Linked DNA regions of Zea mays: region 1 is linked to region 2. Evidence: chromatin contacts called from public Hi-C data. All regions are on one chromosome and are shown on one strand. The core of a region is the stretch at or near the end of the contact, and the rest is flanking DNA. Distances in the headings are between cores, read along the strand shown.

Region 1 (4,692 bases), core at 1,086-3,585, 290 kb after region 2:
CTGTTGCGGGGTTGTTTCTTACAAGAGTTGTAAACACACATTTGTTGTATCGCTGACAATGCACCATAGTTATTAAGGCGTCCCTAAAACGATGCTAAAGAGTCGCTAAAGCGGTAAGGCGAGGTTGCAGGGCAAGGCGTCGCAGTAGCCTTACTCGCCAGCGCAAGGCATCCGCCTTAGGCTAGAGTGTCGCCTTTGGGGCACAAGGCATCCATAAGGCGTTGGATAGTGGACGCCTTGGCCTTGGGTAGGGTTGGAGAGGGGGTTCAGATGGAGGCGCGGACTGTGGGGTGGCGGCTTTCCTGTCGAGGGCGGTGACATCTCGCTTCTGTTGTCGCGCAGTTGTGCGACCCTCCTACTCCACCCGCCGGTACTCCCTTCCACAGCGGCGCCCTCCCTCTGCGGCGCGCAGGCGCGCGTCTTCCTAGGCGGCGGCTATGTGCGGCACTGCGACTATGCACGAAAGCACGAGAACAGGATGATTAGGGTATAGATGTGGTGGGCTGGTGGCTTTGTTGTGCTTTAAGTGGGCTGGATGGGCTGGACGCTCTCCATCTCTCTTTTTCCTTTTCTTTTTCAATTTTAACATAATAAGGAATAGGGAAGGTGACGGACAAAGGAAAGCTGTGGAAATTTGTAGAAAGTTATCAACAAATTCTACACTATTTGGTCTAAGTAATATACTAATTTTGTATTTTATTATATAATTAAGGCGTCACCTTGTGTTACACTTTACTGCCTAAAAGCTAAAAAAGGGGGGTTGGGTGCCTTATGTCGCCTTACCACCTTAAAAACTATGGAATGCACGCTGAGTTTGTGGCATCATATGAGGCAACTGGGCAAGCGATGTGAGTAATGAAATTTATACCTGATTAAGAGTGATTGGTAGAATAGAAAGACCACCCAGAATGTATTGCGATAATGAGCCAGCAGTATTCTACTCCAACAACGGTATTCTACTCCTAGAACAAGTCAAGTGGTGTTGTCATGTTTGTTGACATTAAGTGATGTTCTTAAGAAGAAAATTCAGGATCAAACCATTTTTTAGCATAGCAAAACCCATCAGATGCTAGCAAATTCGCTCACCAAAGGCCTTCTACCCAGTGTGTTTGGATAGCACATAGTCGACATAGGATTAAAGGAAAGTCTATGATTCTAAATGAAGCGGCTATAGAAACAAACATATAGAACGTTACTCCATTCTGAGGCAGGGGAGCATCTGCATGTTATAGTCAATAAGTTTATTGGCACATAATTGATCATTGAAACGCATTGGTCTTGGTGTGTAAATTTGTCCAAGGGTGAAACATAGAAAGTTAAAAAACAAGAAAATAAAGAAAAAGGGAGAATGTTGGGTGTGTTCTCTAGCTCGGTCAAGGAGGTCGAGCCCGAGTCTATCCTCTCTAGCCAAGTTGCGTCCTGATTAAAGTCGCAAACCCTAATCCTATCCTAGTTGTGGCCTCATTACAGAAGCCAGAAGCGAAGCCTTTTGCCGACAAAAGCCGATACGGTCAGAATCTGAAACAAACACCCACACTTATCAAGTAATGAATGGTCAAACAGGGATCCGGTGACATCCTAAGGACTCTAGAAACTAGCAAGAATAGCCTCATGGTGTTACTCACCTCAAGAATTTCCCTGGCGCGATCCATGGACCGGCGGAGTGGCTCGACTATGCGCACGGCGGCGAGCTCCTCACCACTGGCCCATTCCCTTCGCACCTCCTTGACTACCTCGTCGGTGACTCCGGCCTTCTTGGCCCGCGCCCACCTGCCTATCCCACGCGCCAACCGCCGCAGGCGATGCAGCTCGTGGGTCTCCAGCTCGGTCTCCGCGCGCGTCGGCTCCCGCGGCTTCTTCTCCCGCCGCAGCGCAACCTTGAGGCCCTCGTCCCTAGCAGCCGCCCACGGAACAGCCCGTGACTTCTCCTTCTCAACCACATATTGGCCTGGTTCCCGCGGCGGGGACAGCTCGATCGTAAGGTGGAATGCGGCGGCGGCGGCACCGCTGTTGCTGGTGTGGACGGAATTCGGACTCGGAGCATCGGAGAGCTCGAGGGAGCGGACGCGCCGGATGATGCCGAGGACCGCTCGGTGGGTGCGGCCCCCGGGGACTCCGGCAGTGAGGGGCTTGGCTGCTGTTTTGGTGTTTTTCCTTGCCGGTGCCGGTTTGGGGCTGTCGATGCGGAACTTGGAAGGAGTTGCCTCGGCGGGGAGTGGAGGCACCGGGGGTGCGGAGTCGCGGCTTTGGGTAGAGGACCCGTGGAGCCATGGCGGCGGCGGCGGGGCCTTTAGGGACGGGGAGAAGAGGGGCAGCGGCGGTGGCGCCATGTGGGGGTCCCGTTGCTCACTCCGCCTCACTCATCCGTTCACAACGACCGTGTGCCCAGCGCGTGCGGCTAGGAATCTAGGATGAGTGGTGCCGTGGTGGTCACTGGTCAGGCAGAACCCCCAAGCATCGGATTGGATCTTTAGTTCAGCTAATATATGGCATTATTGATTTTTTTTAAATTTTGACCACTTATCTTATTTAAAATATTTATTCAAAAATATAAAATTTTAAATCAAGCACAAACTACCTTAAATAATAAAATAAATCACAATATAATAAATAATAACTCATTTGTTTTGAACAAGACGAGTGGTCAGAGTTTAAAACTTTGACCACTCGTCTTATTCAAAATATTTATTCAAAAATATAAAATTTTAAATCAAGCATAAACTACCTTAAATAATAAAACAAATCACAATAAAATAAATAATAATTTATTTTATTAATAATACAAGTGGTCAAAGTTTTTTTTAAAAAGTCAACGGTGTTATATATTTATGAACGGTGGGAGTCTAAGATGCTTATATTATACTTTATGTCTTATTTCATCTTCTATCCTTATAAATTTTCTAGAAAAAAAACTTAAAGTGAGATGTCTTTCGAATACCGGCAAAAAATGATGTTGTCGCCTTAAACACTGAGTATAGATGTCTAGTGGGTCGGGTTTGCGAGGCGACCCGAAACCCGACACAGGTTTAGTCCGGCTCAAACTCGGCATAACACGAAGCGAAGCGGGCTCGTGTCGGCCCGACCCAATCACCGGGCCATGCATGTGCCTAAGGCGTGGCACGGCGAGCTAGGCACACCACGACCCGTTTTTTTCATTTTTATACAATATACTTGAATATAGAGTATAAAATACAAGAAACATGCTTGTTTTGTTGGTTATGTGGGTGTAAATAAGTGTTTATAGCTAATAACTATGGTTTAAACCTTCATATATACAGATTTTTAACACAATTTTATCATTTAAACGCCATATACTATTACAGGCACGTTAGTCCCATCGGGTGTGGGTCGGCCCGGCACAGTTAATACCTTAACGTGTCGTACCTAGGCCTTGCTCGAGGTCCGTGGGCTGACACGGCACGACCCGCTTTCTAATTCAGGTCGGGCCGGCACCATCCCAACCCGTGTTGGGCCTAGCCGGGATCGGGCCAGGTTGACCCGGCCCACCCATTTAGGCATGTATACTCATGAGGAGAGGGCAATGAGTTCATCCATCGCCAATTAGGGTGATGAGACATGATCCCATCGTTCTAGGTCTTTGATTTGTAAGGTAGTTTATAGTGATTTCATATCCATTTAATAGTGTATCATATCAACATTTTAGATGACAGGATGAGACATTTTAGAATTGTAATCATTTAAGACTAGGTAATGTTTTTTTGCTCACGGACATTGAATGTGTTGTCATGGAGCTCATGTAATTTTAGCCAAATCCATTAGCAGTTTTTAATGTGAATATTTGATTGAAAAATTTCATGCTAAAAGATTCATACAAGCAATTTTTGGCTCAAGCATTCAAATGAATTTCTTTTTCCTCACTCGTGGTGAGTTCTCGAGATTTTTGGGGGGTTTCATCCTTGTTGGGGTGAAGGCGAAGACGCTACCCTTCGCTCGATGCCTTCGCCAATCTCGCTGCACCAACGGAGGCGAAACGACCGACGTCCACCCTTCGTCCACTACACTACAAGACGAAGGCCTACGACGAGGTCGCCCCGTCCCGCCTTCTCGTCCAACCCGGAGGCCCACGAGGAATTCAGCCCGTTATAACAGGCCCCGCGAGGCTAAGTGTGTTACGGGCCCGATTTGTAATAGCTTTTCTGTAATGGCAGTCTGTAACCCTCCTTTATAGGAATATTTCGGGTATAGTCCAGGTGCCTGAGGGTACATGCGTCTTTGCATTGAGACGTTGGGCACTCAGGCACCTATAAATACCCCCGTATAGTGCCCTTGAGAGGCTGGATTAACAGAGCTATTGCCATCTCGAGTCGAAACCTTGTTTGCGTTGCTTTCACTCCCCCGTTGGATCAACTTGCCCAAGAGAGCAAGTTCCAACATTTGGCGCCCACCGTTCGTGCTACGAAAAAAACACCCGCGATGGCACTCAAGAGAGCTAGCTCGAAGGCAGCCCCATCCGTTGACGAAGCAGCGAAGGCAGCGCTGCTGGCCAAGAAAAAGGGCAAGGCCCTTGTCGACACCACCCACCAAGAAGCTGCGAAGACGACACACTCAGCAAGAGACAACGCAATGATCAACCTACATCCGAAGGCACCCTCCGCACCTGCAGCTCCGGAGGACAACCGCAACCACCCCCAGGCTTCGCTCCACTAGAGGGCGAGGACGCCACTGAGGATG
Region 2 (4,478 bases), core at 1,450-3,949:
CGAGTCTGCAGCGGCGCCAAGGCGAGGGAGGGACGTGCCGAAGAGGTCGACGACGAGCTACAAGCAGGTTGGACTAACGCAGGACGCAATCCAGAAAAGAGGGGCGCGGCCAGAGTTGAGTAGAGGGCAGGGGCACGACGGAGGAGCTTTCCATGGGGGACATGGAGGGATGGCCTTCGATTTTATCTCAGGGTTGAGCCTGACTTTAGGGGGAGAAGCGGTCGACGAGGAGCGAGATGCGCGTGGCGCCCGTACGAACGACCCGAGCTTCGCGGAACCATTCCACCCACCACCTACACAGGAATCAGAGAAGAGATTGTGAGAGGAAACAGGGATGAACCTGACCACGAGGGCCCACCTGTAAGTGCCACTACGACCAGGGCACACACGACATTACTCACCCACACCGCACCCACAACCTGTTTGGGCCGCGCAACAGACGGAATTGAGGTGGGCCGGCCGAGTGCTCTTGGCCCAGCCACAAGCTTGAGTCTTTTTCTTTTTATTTCCTTTTTATTTTATGTTTTCTTTAGCTTTCAAGTTTCAAATCCCAATTCAAACAAGGGTTCTAGTTTCAAATTTAAAATAAATGCACAATCCAAGATCACAACATGAATACTAAATATAATTGTATTTATTTATTTATATGTTGTATTAGTTGTTTTATACATGCTTCAAGTCATATGGTAGGGAATAATCTATACTATATTCATTTTAGGGTTTCATATTTCAAATTTAAGGCACAATCAAGATTTCCAGCATGAATGTGAATTTTGAGTTTATTTATTTATTTCTTATTTAAATGAATACCTCTAGACATACACTTAGTAAAGGAGATATTTACCTAATAGCAAATCTTTATCAAGAGTTACTAAAAAATAGTACCGGAAGGGAAATAGTCCATCCTAACAAATTGAAAACTCTTTTTATTATTTATTTCTTAAAACTTATAACTGAACTTATGTTTCTATTTTATTTTAACTAACATTGATTTAAATAAAAAAATCCCATAGTATAACTATTTATTAGGACATTTTCCTTGGATTTCTTTTACTAATCTCAAAAATCATAATTTTGGGTGTTACAATAACCTACATGTGCTTTTCCACATCCATGACTCACAATAGGTTTTTTAAAAGCTATAACTCAACCAAATACACCTTTAATATCTCATTTGGTAGGGTTGTTTTAGTCGGAGTCGACTCACATTTTTAGAGAAATCATGTTGAATGATTTAATAGATAAGTTAGTTTCTAGCAAAAAATTGCTATGGTCCGTAGAGGAGGTGCCCTCCTCTCGAACAAGTCCTGTGAACAAGCTAACAAAGTATATGTTGAAGTTATTCTAATAAAGTTGCTTGTTGGCGCAACTATGTAAAAAGTTTTTTTCCAGATATATGCTAATATGAAAATTCAGTATTTTAAAGATGTAATTATAATTCGTGATATTCGGTGGTTACCATTGTTCGGTAAGAAAATCTGGTCCGTGCCATTATCTACGTGCGTATAAGGCTCGTTCGAGAAGATGAAAATACCCTTATTGACTCGCCACGATACCGCCACAACCGGCGTCATCGGTGGCCACACTCGTCGGGTGTTGGCGCACCTACAACGATAGCGGTCTACTGCTCTGAGCCATCGTCCTACGCTCGACGAAGGGGCCCTCGTGGCAGCACAGGATGTTGCCGCTCGTCGGGTGGCTGATGTACTAGTACGTGCCGACACAGTGGTGGTCGACAGAAGGGTAGAAACAGTAGAGCAGAAAGTTGGACAACAACAACAACACCAACATGGCTAGCCGCCTAGCTACCTCGCTACCTCTCCCACACGCTTAGGGAAAGAAGCTAGCTGTCCCTCTCTGCAAGGTTCACCCTTGCATGCTCAGGAAGGGTTTGGTTGCTCCCTTTGCCATGCACGCTTGCCTGCTTAGGCTTTCTTTACTTGCGAGCTCGAGATGGCGTTGGGCGCTTTAGGAGCCGACTGTGAAGCATACCGGCCACGAAGAAGAACATGGAAGATGAAGGAATCGACGATGAGAATAACAAGGACCGACGATGAGATAACAGGGACCGCGATCGGCGATGAATCCATTTTGATAGTTATAGAAGGGTAAAAGGACAATACAAATGTACAGTATAAGCACTATCATAGGTAATTGACACGGACCAAATTCTCTAATTGAATAATAGCAACCATCAGATATCATGAATTATAATGGTATATTAGAATACTAAATTTTTATAATGATATATATGTGAGAAACTCAAAGAGAGAGAGAGAGAGCGCGGGTTGCGCCAGATATCATGAATTAGCTAGTATATTAGAATACTAATTTTTTATAATGGTATATATGTTTGAAACTCTAAGAGAGAGCGCGAGTTCTGGCGTAACGCTATCTTAACTGTTGTTGGTGACTAGAGAGGCGTGATACCTATTTTTGGTTTCTATAAAAGATGTGACATGTGAGCTTTAGGCTATTTTTAATAATAATATGTAAATAAGAGTGTAAAATACTGTTTTATATTATAGATGTATTTATTGAAGGGTGAAGTTTGTAACTGAGAGGTGAAACCGACGGATGAGATAGGGAGACTGCTCGATATTCAATTCAACGCACACTGCCACTAGGGCCTTCAGTTCAGCTACATCAGTCAATCCACACACGACACCCCGCACAGCCACACGCGGCCGCGCTGGGAACGAGACTTGGTCGCAGTCGCTCCCGGCTCACGGCTCCTTGCTGCACGCCGTATGCTGTCGCCCGCACCACAAGTCCACGACCAGCACTCCCTTCATAGACCCCCCTCCGGCGAATCCCTCACCAATCCAGCGTTCACACGTCCTTCTTGCTTCAGTCCACTCCAAGGTAAGCCCCAAACCCTAACTTATCTCCGTTTCCGGTGGCATTCGATTTGGGCAGCTAGGGTTCTGTAAAGTTGTTGGATATGGTTAGATCAGGTGGAAGATGCCCAATTTCAGCCACTGGCTATTGAATTTGAGAGACATGGTTACTTGTGCTCTCTACTAGATATTCCGGCCGATTTGTCCTTTTTTTAAAAGCATCAATACGGATTCGATATTTTTTTGAAGCAAATTACTGATTTGAGATTGTTGTTGTACTTTTACAACTTGCTAACGTGACTTTGTATGCTCAACTCACGTATATAGGTTAGGTGGACAATATGTCAAGCTCTAACCAGATGTGTTCTGATGGCAAGTTTGGGAGAGGTAAGCTTTTTGGTTCTTTTCAATTCGTCTTCCTTTCAACTAAGAAAGGAAATACTATAGCGTTCCAAGCTATCTTTTGATGTAGTATGTTGCGTAAATATCCCAAATGGTTAAGTTTGGAACTGCTTTTGATACAGACATAGAATTATGGATATTTTGATTTATGATCAAGACATAAATTGACTTGTGGATTTTTGCAAATGTTTCAGTGACAGTGTTCTTGCTGAGGCTATTTCTTGTTATGTTTTTGCTCTTGCTATCCTCTATATCCTCTATTGCACTATTAGTTTTGATTGTACCTTTTGACAATGCCATGTGGAATTTCTAAGTAATTTGACTTAACACAATCAACTTTGTACTTTAATTTTGCAACCCTTGTGGCATTTGCATTGGACCTAGTCTAGGAGACCTTGATATAATGCACCTTTTTGATACAGCTAATTAGGGCAACCAATTGTGAATGAAAACTTGAAAAGTACACCTTAATAAGCAATTAATGCAGGTCTGTTGCCAGCCATAAATATTGTGAAAATACATCTTAGGTAAAAAAACCTTATGGTCCAACGTAGGTTTACTGCGCAACAAAAATAAGGGGCAGACCCACTGCCGGAGGCTCCCACATGGTTGGGGTATGGAGAAGGGATAAACTGAGGAAAAACCTCTCTCTCTCTCCCCCTGCAAATGCGGAGAGGCTGCTTCGAACTCGTGACCTAGTGACTGAGTGAGACAGCTCTCACCACTGTAACAGGCATGCCTTCTGTGGCAATAATAAGGAATAAAAGAACTTTCTCTTGTCTCCATCCGGTTCCATTTGGCTGTTGTGTTGACCCCCTTACCAGGACTATACACGGAGCCAAATAAGATGAAGGTCACAGGGGTGTGCTACAGCTCAGTGAAGGGCCAGACACCACAAGATCGCTGAATTTGGCTGTGGTGTAGATAGAGACACTAGAGACTTGACCTAGGTAATGGTGGCACCTCCTGATCCGACTCCTTGAAGCTCGATGTGGTTGGTGGGGAGGTCAATCTGGTGACAAGGACCTTCACTCAACTGGAGAGTAGCTCAATCTGGCAGCCAAGAGCTCGATTATTTTGTAGCATTTCTGATTGTGGTGGAGGGGTGTCAGCCATGAAGTATGGGAGCAGGGAAGAGGTGCCTATTTAGGGAAATCGCTGGTAAGGGAATGTGAACATGAAGAGGACCTCTACTGGGGAGCGGAAGCAGAGTGGCCTTTGCTATGATGGGAAGAT

The links. A called contact is a pair of places that touch in the nucleus more often than the background predicts.
Region 1: a Hi-C map of ear shows a contact between it and region 2, with 2.1 times the contacts expected there. The contact joins the promoter of LOC541870 here to the promoter of LOC100193607 in region 2. A contact is called at or near these places in 2 of 25 Hi-C or Micro-C datasets (ear and tassel).

What each region holds. Positions count from the first base shown.
Region 1 is chr1:225,922,329-225,927,020 of Zm-B73-REFERENCE-NAM-5.0, forward strand. It overlaps LOC541870 (chloroplast RNA splicing 1), which reads right to left and starts at 2,336. Exons shown (of 9, transcript NM_001111538.2): 1 at 1,626-2,336. The coding sequence starts at 2,330.
Region 2 is chr1:225,633,971-225,638,448 of Zm-B73-REFERENCE-NAM-5.0, forward strand. LOC100193607 reads left to right here and starts at 2,700. Exons shown (of 7, transcript NM_001138709.1): 1 at 2,700-2,865; 2 at 3,168-3,227. The coding sequence starts at 3,182.